Linked DNA regions of Anser cygnoides: region 2 is linked to region 1. A link is a contact called in public Hi-C data. All regions are on one chromosome and are shown on one strand. The core of a region is the stretch at or near the end of the contact, and the rest is flanking DNA. Distances in the headings are between cores, read along the strand shown. Region 1 has its middle 19 kb from the start of MAFB. Region 2 overlaps TOP1 (DNA topoisomerase I).

What was found. Hi-C and Micro-C count contacts between places; a contact is called where the count stands out from the background.
Region 2: a Hi-C map of liver shows a contact between it and region 1, with 1.8 times the contacts expected there. The contact joins two enhancer-like sites. A contact is called at or near these places in 2 of 7 Hi-C or Micro-C datasets (both in liver).

Annotation. Positions count from the first base shown.
Region 1 is chr16:14,022,431-14,028,014 of Taihu_goose_T2T_genome, reverse strand. No RefSeq gene overlaps it. Among named protein-coding and RNA genes, the nearest start is that of MAFB, 19 kb to the left of the region's middle. Within about 2 kb of position 2,809, at least 2 of the 3 cell types and tissues checked have open chromatin away from gene starts, as enhancers often do. A contact at or near this core is called in liver, where this site is marked.
Region 2 is chr16:14,237,774-14,242,629 of Taihu_goose_T2T_genome, reverse strand. All of the region lies in intron 2 of TOP1 (DNA topoisomerase I), which reads right to left. Among named protein-coding and RNA genes, the nearest start is that of TOP1, 23 kb to the right of the region's middle. Within about 2 kb of position 2,544, at least 1 of the 3 cell types and tissues checked has open chromatin away from gene starts, as enhancers often do. A contact at or near this core is called in liver, where this site is marked.

The DNA.
Region 1 (5,584 bases), core at 1,560-4,059:
CATTCCACGCCAAGCTCAGGAAGCAGGTGAACAGGACTGCAGCCCCAGCTCACTTCGTGCTAGCAATAAAACCCGGAGCAGCAGCAGCAGCAGGATAGAGCTGTAGTGTGGCGTGCACTTGAGATGGGGTTTATTCCCAGCTGGAGGAGGATTACAGGCTGGCCTAGGCTGTGAGAAGGATCAGGGTGCAGTAAGGGATGGGGACAGCCACAGGCAGTCCTCCCTGGTGTGGCCCCGGCTGACCGGGGACTAGTGAGCAGTGTCACCACACCAAGCAGCTTGCTCCGTGCTGTGATCCTAGAGGAGAAAAGTCTGGAGCACCCTTCCCCAGGGCTCTGCCCCAGCAGGTTGTGAGGGGCACGCGGTGGCCCTGCAGGAGGAGGCAGCTGCCCCTCGCCCCAGCCTCCCCTGGGTGCCTCCTCCCGCGCTCTGGGAGCTGCACCCATGCCCGGGGCTGTCCCTATCACTTCCATGGCCCCGTTCCCCCATGGCAATGGCTCCCCTTCCCTCGCAGCCTTTCTGGCTGAATGTAAAAATGCTCAACACTTTCATGTTAGAAGTAATAACTTTTGGCCTGCTTGACCTCCCAAATATTTTGGGATCTCAGCATACTCTGTAGGATAGAAGAGCCATCTCTGCTTCCCACTCATTGCGTGATCCTGGTTAAGTCAGTCTCTCTGTGAATTAATTTTCCTTTCTGGGAGGCAAAATAATATCATTTACTATCCTCTGAAAGAGACTTTGAAACTTAAATGGGAGGTATCTAATGTTTAGCACTTATTTATTCACAGATGTTTGAATCTGTTCAAGACATGTAGAACTGGGCTTTTTTCTTTTCACTCAGCATGTTAGAAGTGGGGAGAAAGAAAGAGAAAGAAAAAACATGTTGCTGGAAGACATCGTCATTCTGAATAAAAGTAGAGTTCATTAGTGAAGAGGGTTCATCATTTCTTTATTCTTCACAACATGCATTTTCATGATTGGTTACAAGTCTGGCATTGCTTCTCCCTTCATATGCTGCCAAGAGTTTTCTATGATCTTAATTTTTCCCCCTCTATGGAAATCTAAGGAAAAAAAAAATCCATATATTAGTCTGCAAGCATTTGATTGACACATAGATTAATGTTACACAATTAAGGAGTGTTATCAGGTGAGTGCTTCAAAAATCACAATATTTCACAGGCAGGCAGGCTTCCTGACACCACGGTAAGTAGAAATACTTTATAAAAATTATTTAGAATCACCATCTATCATCATGAAAAACCTTGTGTTGTGCTAAAATAATTGACAGGTTGATAGCTGTGAAGTGTTTCCAATCCAATAAGATACAACATAGTATTTCCAATAACAACACCGATATGCAAGGATTTACAATGGTTACCAATTTATTACAGAGATGATGGAGTTCTAAGTTGTGAGCAACTTGTATGTATTTCAGCTCCATGATCAGTGTCCTCCAAACTATTGCTAATCCAGTCATTTCTTTCATGAATAAACGAGCCATGAATATGCATATTAGATGTAGCACAGCATGGGCTGCTCTGCCACCTTACATCCAGAAGGTCATGGACATTTCTTAGATGCTAAATATTCCCTCCACCTCGGCTAGGTATAGAGCAGCTCCCTGGTTTCCTAATGCTGTTAAAAGGAGGTGTAATTGGGTAGAAACCCTCAAGTACTTACTCTCTGGTGGTTCATTTGGAAGAAAGGGGAGATAGAATTAAAAGGATGGGGTTGGAAATGAACCTGCCAGACACTCGCAGGCAGCTCATCAGTCAGTGAAGGGGAACCTGATGGCTCTGCTTCCTCCAGCAGCACTGCACAGCCCTCGGCTGGGGCTAGGAGCTCGGCTGCACTCGCCTTGCTGATCCATCTCAGCTGGGATGGGTAAATCCTCTGCTCCATCCCCTGCTTGAAAATATCATCAGGGATCTTCAAATAAAAAATCAAATTCCTGCATCAGCCAGGCCCCTGGGTACTGGCGGAGGATGCACTTCTCCCTGCCTTCTCCTCTTCCCTTCCCTCCCAAGAGGTGTGCAGGCAGTATGGGCTATTCTCTAGCTAGTATTCTCTGCTAACCAGGAGAATCAAAAAAAAAAAAAAGAAAAAAAAAGTTTGGAAAATGAAAGACCTCTTCCATTCACTCATTTCCCTTGTGTCCTTGGAGTTAAGGGGGTAATTTGGATCTTCTTAACCAAGGTTTTATGCTGCAGAGGGACTCTGACATTGGTGGAGAGTAAAGGAATGAGGCTTCTGCTAAAACAACCCAACAAAAAGTCACAGAGGTTCCTGACTCAGACCTCTTCTCAGGGCTACAGGAACACAAACAGCAGCAGGTAAAATCTGTGGCTTTTTATGCAAGTTTTGTTTAAAAGAGGAATACCTTTGGACTGTTTTTTTCTTGTAAGGCAAACATTTGTTTTAAGCAACCATCCAGATATTTCCAGCAAGGTTCAAGTACCAGGGATATCCTTTCCACACCCTGCCCCCAAAATTAACAAGAGAGAAGGCACATAATATCCTAGAGTAACAATTAACCTTCAGCAGGCCTCCTTGTCACACAGCATATGCAGATTCAGGAGGAAGAAAAGCTCAAATGAATGCACACCGAAGTACCGTCCTTTCTGATCCTTACTGGAGGACACAGGTTCATAAAGAAGTCCATTAGAAAAATGGACCCAATTCTGCAATGGGCTCTTGTGAGGCACAGGGGTAAACGTGGTTGTCCTTCTCCAAGGTCTTACTGCAAGGCTAGAACTTTCAACAGGAATTTACTTAACTACTGGGTTATTGAAAACATATTTGTAACTCTATTTACACCTAACCATATATACAACTAGATAACTCTATATAATTATATATATATAGTCATAGTTATACACACTGTTAGAATGAATGTGACTACCATTGCATTTGCAATTATCTGACATTTTTCATCAGATGAGCTCAGTGGGCCTCAAAAGCTCCAACCTGGAAGCAAAAAATGCTGTTCAAGTTTTCCAGCAGTAACCTATGAAGGGAACCAGTGTGGAGTTCCCGCTTCCCACCCAAAGTGGTATTGCTCTGGTCTCCATCTGCGAAAAAAAAAAAAATCTTACTGTTCAAACTATGGCAATTCTTCTCCAAAGGATGCTTTTGTTGTCAGAGACGTGCTTGTGTTTCCAGTGTTATGTGTAATTGCTCCAAGAGGAGAGATATTACAGGAGGTTATTAAATTATTTACATGGTACGCAGGATTGGATTATAATTTCCAGAGGAAAGAAGCCCAACACCTATCCAAAGTTATTCAAACAGATTAAATACAGCCACTGGTCTTAAATCCAGGCAGTGGGCTGGTTTCACCACTGCATGAAATAAATCTGGGTAGGTCAGGTTGGCTCCCCCCCCACTGCCCATTTTCTTTACCCAACCTGGCTTAGACCGCTTCACTCAAATATTTTCTTTCACATGTTGCTGGCAAAAGCATCAAAACCATAGCTGGGCTTGTATTACAGCTGACAAATCACAGTAATTTGTGATCAGAGCTACTGCAGTTTCTTGGAGCAACTCGTGCAGCCACGGGGGCCAAGTGCGACTGACTGCCCTGCGACAATTACCTGCTAGAATTTCTGAGTGCTGCCAAGTAATTCAGGTTAACAGCTCTTTTCCTTGCAGAGGCACCTTGCAAAGCAGGGCTGGCCCCACAGTACCTCATCGGGATCGGTCCCAGCAATCAGAGGAGCTGCATTACTGGGATTAAATTGGCCACAGAGGTCTGTGATGTTGAGAAGATTGTTATTTTCAATGAAAAAAAAAATACAAAGTCAATTTAACAGCTCTCTGAGCATCCCTGGTCAATGGAGGAGGTTAGCCCTGGGAATTAAAATAGGACCCTGTCCTGTTTTTCATCCATGCAGGCACCTGCTATGTTCCACTGATGGATGTGAATGGTCGCAGGTCCCTGCATGGGGAGAGCAAGGGCTGCTCCCTAGCACATGTTGCCACCACAGTCATTTTACAGCTAACAAAATTACATTTTTTTTTTAAAGAGTGCTTACATTCCTTGAGAAACCTAAGTAACCTGCTTGTAATGAAAAGTGAAACTCTCAGCATCATTTCAAGGTACAAACACCAGTTCTATTCAGGAGAAGTTTCAGGGCCTCTTTTTCTAAATTTAGCCAGGTTTCAACATTACTGGAGGACAACCAGTCACAGCCTGGATTCCTCATTTGATTTTGCCCTTTCTTTTTAAGGGTTCCTTTATTTGTCTGAAGTGTTATAGAACATACTTTAAAGTTGATGCATTTCGATCATTCCCATTTTACAAACTGAGTTTTCAGCTTGCAGCTCCTGGCTTTGCCAAGAAGAGTTTCCAATACCTTTGCAGACTGGTGTATTGTCTGATGGACTGCATCTTCAAAGGCTACCTCTCTTTGGGGGAGCAAAGCTGGCAGTTTTATTATGCTGCATGACACAAGGGTCTTTTGAGGGCACTTTGCTCTTTTTTCTTTCTAGGATTCCTTACTCCAAAATAGAAATAACTTTAAAGAAAGAGTACAAGACTTCTCTTTGCATATTCAGCTAGCTAACTGTCATGATTTTATGGGGAGTCTCATGACACTTGGCATTTTTCTTAAGATCTTAGACCTTGGAGTCATGTATATACCAATCTTGGCATTAATGAAGAGGTTTCCACTATCCATGGATGTGGAGAGAATGTGAAAATCCAGAGAGCAGGAGGGAAGAGCCCGGAAACTGCTTTTAACCAAAGCTTATGTTTTAGGAATGAAAATCCCAATTCTTGGAGGGGCAGGGAGGTGTGGAGGCAGGAAAGATAGGGCTCCTTTGCCCAGCGTTGAGCTATGATAACTCTGCCACTGAAACACATCCTCTGAACCTCAGCCCTCTGTTTCGATCGTGTTAGGCTAATTGGAGTCAGAGCCCATTCAAACTTACAATAGGAAATGAGATTTGGGGAAAACCCACACCCAGAAGACAGGATTAAAAGGAGCTTCCTCTAACCCTAGCCCGAGTCTTGCAGACTGACTGCGAAAGATCTAGGCACGCTAAATTTAATCTAAAATTTAGAATTCTAAAGTGAAATTAAGCAGAAGAGAAATACTGTCACTAACTCAGCTGACAAGAGAGGAGCCAGTGGATCCTCACAGCCTGCAGGTCAGCACCCAACTTCATCTTATCTGGGGCATTGCCAACCGAAGGACTATGAGCATTGTTCAAGTAGCTCCAGGCCACCACCAAGCTCTCTGTAAGGACGGAGGCCGTCGGTCTCTTCTCTCATAGTTAGGTTTTTCAGGACAAGGATTCCTGGGCCCATGCAGAAGAGTTTTTCCTTAAAGCTCCCACGGGGAAGCAGAGTGGATAATCCAGATGACAGAACAGGCCTTGCTCACTTCAGTACTTTTTCCTGTGTCGTAACAGACGCTTGATAACAAAGCAGACCTGCATAAGCAAGTCAGCCCATGGCAAAAAGAGTAATCCACTTAAGTTGGGTGGTTTCTGTGGTGCAATACAGCATAACCCTGCTTCCCCTCTGGCAGTCCTCGCTAGAATCTAAGACTCATTATAAGTAAAACAAGTTTGTGAG
Region 2 (4,856 bases), core at 1,295-3,794, 210 kb before region 1:
CTTCTCTCAAGAGCCGTCCTCACCTGAGAAATTGGTGGTCTCTTTACAGCTGAAACACCTCTTAGACCATTTACTACACAACTACAGCATTTTTACAGTTTAGCCTAATTTCCTTCTCATTTGTAGTGACATAACAGTAAGCAAAGCAAAAAGACCCCGTATTACCTCAATGAAACAATTTCACAGATTTTTCTCCTCCTCCCAGGCTCTTCCCAGAAGCAGTCATCTTGAAGTGTAGATGATCAGAAAAAGGCCTCTTACCTTCCAGTTTTATAAGTCAAATTTTACCATTTGTTACCATTTATTTTACTAAATCATATTACTTCTGAGTTCTAATTTCCCATATGCAGGGTATAAAAGACTACCATTTGATTCATTAAGGTTCAGTTGGTTAAATGATGCCTGGAAGGGCTATGAATGCTCAAACACGTGAACGTAGTTCAAGGTGTCTAAAACACTCTTCATATTCCTGGCAAAGAATATGTACTTTTGCCTCAGGCATCTGATCACAACAGTTTAGTGTTGGAGCAACTTTGACAACATATAGATTACACTTGGAAGTAGAAAGATTGTAACGCTCAGTCAATATCAAAGATCTTTAACATGAACAGTGATGTGGTTGGCAGGTTACCTAAACAAATAACTGCAATTCCACGTGTGTAAAGGTTGCTTTGTGAGGCTCTGGTCAATTTATAAACCATCCATCTGAGAAAGGAGCTACTGTGTGGAGATGCAGAAACCCATTTGAAGAACCCATAGGGCTCACAAGGGCAGCCATGTGCAGAAAGCTGGACAGTCTGAGGCACAGGGGATGGGGATCCTCTCTGTCAGACAGGTTATGGCTTTGGGCAAGTCACTTGAATTTACATGTTTTGATTTACAATTTCAAGAGGCACATACAATAATCCCTCCTGATCAATCACTGACTGTCCTGAGTTGGAAGGGACCCATCAGGATCATCAAGTCCAGCTCCTGGCTCCTCACAGGGCCACCCAAAAATCAGACCATGTGTCTGAGAGCGTTGTCCAAACGCTTCTTGAACTCCAGCAGACTTGGTGCGCTGACCACTGCCCTGGGCAGCCTGCCCCAGTGCCTGATCACCCTCCGAGTGAAGAGCCTTTCCCTAACACTCAGCCTGACCCTCCCCTGTCCCAGCTCCGTGCCGTTCCCTTGGGTCCTGTTGCCGTCCCCAGAGAGCAGAGCTCAGCGCCTGCCCCTCCGCTCCCCTCGTGAGGGAGCTGCAGGCCGCCATGAGGCCTCCCCTCAGCCTGCTCTGCTCTGGGCTGAACAAACCCAAGGACCTCAGCCACTCCTCATACAACTTGCCTTCCAGACCCCTCACCATCTTTGTAGCCCTCCTTCGGAGGCTCTCTAATAATTTTAAGTCCTTCTTATGTTGTGGCACCCAAAACTGCACACAGTGCTCGAGGTGAGGCCGCACTGGCGCAGAGCAGAGCAGGAGAATCCCTTCCCTCGCCAGGCTAGCCATGCCGTGCCTGAGGCACCCCAGGACAGGGTTGGACTTTTGGGCTACTGGGGCATGCTCCCGATTCATATTTGGCTTGGCATTGACCAGAAACCCCAGATCCCTTTCTGCGGGACTGCTCTCCAGCCTCTCGTCCTCATCTATACGTACAGCCAGGGTTGCCCCATCCCAGGTGCTGAATGTGGCACTTGGTCTTGTTAAACTTCATGCAATTAGTGATTGCCCAGCTCTTTTAATTTGTCAAGATCTCTCTGCAAGGCCAGAGACCAGTGTGGAAGAGCTTTATATTTTTCTACAATGTTTGTATTGCAGTTGGAGAAAGTCACAGTATGATCATGGTGTTCCAGTAATTGATTACACTGTTTCTGGACTTTGTTTAAGTGGATTGTCATTGCTGTAGCTGAAAAAAAGGGGAAGAAAAACTATTGTACAGAAAACAGAATTGCATCCAGGTATCAGGGACAACATCTGTATGCAGCTAGAAGTCTCAAAAACAACAAAAACCATACCAAACATACCCAGAAGGTGTTTTACAGACAGATGACGGTATTGTGGATGATACTCTGGAACACAAAACCATAATCTAAAATAAACTTCCCATCTGAAACGGGATAAGTCACTTACTGGCCTAATGGCCCTATTTACGCAACTACAGAATACACATAAAACATTTACCCTGGAAAGGTATTGCAGGTCTGTTTGCTGTGCTGTTTTATTTCTCCAATAGCTGGCTGCAAAATATTTGGAGTCCTGAAATGAGAGTGACTAAAACACCGAGACCAGGATTTGAGACCCCCATAGCCATTACCTCGATCAGAGTAATTCACCAGAACATCATCATCTGATCTGACTGAAATACAGTTTGGGCAAGCAATGCTTCCTAAGTGTGACATTCAGTGAAAGAAGCAGGACCAGGCGTTCAGTTTGTGCCAAGAAAGGAGGTAAACCACTACGACAGCAAAACAAGATTGCTGGGCTTCCAATTCCTCGTTTTTAGTGCCATAATTAAAAGAACATGTACACCTTTCAAAATCAACTTCACGTGCAATCCTTTACCTACAGTGTTGAAAGGCATCTCCGCAATCAACACTGCTGCGGATTCTCTCTGGCCTGTTGTGTACTTTTATGTATTTTATTATTTACACAATAATATTTTGCATTTTATTATTACACAGATGTGCCTGTACACTAGACAGCCTATTCTGACTCTAAATAGATATCAAAGCTATTTCTAAATACTCAAAACCCTTTCTGAAGTCTAATTCAAATGAAGTACAGTTGCTGTGCTATCACAAACTTACTTTGCTTCAGGTGTATCACTGAATCAGGTGCACCAGTCCAGGGAGGCTGACACTTTCTTAACAGTGTTTAAAGAAACCTCTCTGTTTTCCTTCATAAACTATAGTAAGACACGAATTTTATGCTTTACTGCCAAACATCTAAATCAATTTTGACTAAACACAAGTGGAAAGCAGCTCTTGGTTGGAAGCTTCATATACTCATTATTTATTTTCCAAACATACAAGGGAAAAAATAGAGGAAAGAGACAAGAAAGCTTCATTGAGAACAGAGTCTGGAAAAGTACAACAGAATAAGCAAACAGTTCATCCTAAGGCAGTAACTTAATAATAAACCGACTCCAGCAAAGTGCATTCTCCCTTTTCCAAGGGTTCAAATGAAGACATATATCAACACTAAGTAGATTTGAGTCAACCTGTTTTCCCGGGTAGTTCTTCCAAGACAAAGAACTGCTGCATCCTCCTCTCCTGTTCACAAAGTAGTCCACCAAGCAAACATCTGGTCTGAGCCAGAACCGACCACTTGGTATCCTGCGCTTCTGCTTTCCTAAAGCTTGAAAACTGCCTAATTTTGATGGGAAGAGTAAAGCCAATGACCTTACAGCCCCTCTCCACACTTTTTTCAGTTATCTGAGGCAAGATACACCAGAGGGGCAGACAGATATTGTGTTTTTTTCCTTAAAAGGATTTTGCTGGGATACTTGGCTTCAGAACAAGACAGACCCCTTAGTTGCTGCATTCTTCATTAATCTTGTAATCCGATAAATAGATAAATTGCTGAAGAAATGTCTCCAGCCTCTATCTATAGGAATAGAATAATTCCTGTGAACTTATTGAGAAGTTCCACTTTCTCCCCAGTGAAGTTTTATTATGCAAGCAAGGATCTTACACAGCTTTTAAAATACAAAGTTTGCAAAACAAGATTAACGCACCTTCTGCTCCACCGAAACCCCAGGGCAACTTCAATCTAAGGAAGAAAGGTAAACAATGTGACAGAAGTGCTAACAGGGAGAGAGCACAGTGGCACAGCACCAAGTCTGCAAGCTGAGCTGCACACTCGTTTATCCTTCCAAAACTTTAAAGCTTATCATGGATAGGTTAAGGAGGCCAGAAAAAAAACAAACACAGACTGATCATTCCTATATTGTGTGACTGAGGCCTCAGGGACATGAATGAAGTTAACCTGAAGCAAATGTCACTGCTGGCATTTCATCAATCTAAACAAACCTGCAGAAGTTGGGTTGATAAGCAAGACATGCTGTGAGAGCTTATTCAGAAAGGGAAGGGCAGATATTCTTCAATACACTTGTTTTGAGCCCTTTTTTTTCCCCCAGCTGGATTAATCACTCAGTTTCTGTGCACCAAATATTTTCACCTGCTAGGGAAATACTAAATTCTCTGATTATCAGCAATTAACGCTTAAATAATTGAGATGCTCTGTGTTACAAAAGGACGATGACCTTACATTGCTATACTGAATGTATTCTGCAGCAACCCAACAGCAGACAGCAGCAAGTCTAATGAACTGTCAGTGCCTTCTCCACAGCCTCTTCTGAAAAAGGTGGCATGTTCACATACAACTATTCTGCAGCATATCTTAGTCATTGAGTTAAAAAACACAAAATCACTGCAAGAACAATTGCACTAGAACACACTACACAAAGGACAAGAGTGGGGAAGCCTTACAAAGCATGAAAATACATGTTTGATCAGTAGAGAAAGGCTAAATTAAGAGCTGCTTCTTACACATGCCAAAGGGCTCCCGACTGAGAGGCAACAATGAAGTTTCAACCCACTATTTGCATTCAAAAATGAAAAAAAAAAAATCAATGTGAACAGAAACATGTGTTTCCAGGGATTCCCAGGACGTAACACATTCTCCTGTAATTGCATAAATAAGAGTCAGAGAATGAAATCCATTAATATGCTTCCATTAACCAAGCAGAATAAAATAAAACAGCAAGTCAGAACTGCCAGCATCAGCACACAGCTTAAAAAGCTCCTAGCACGGAAGAGAGGAAAGTCAGGAGTAGTCTCTTAAGAAAAGAAGATAAGAATCACCCTGTTCTTGT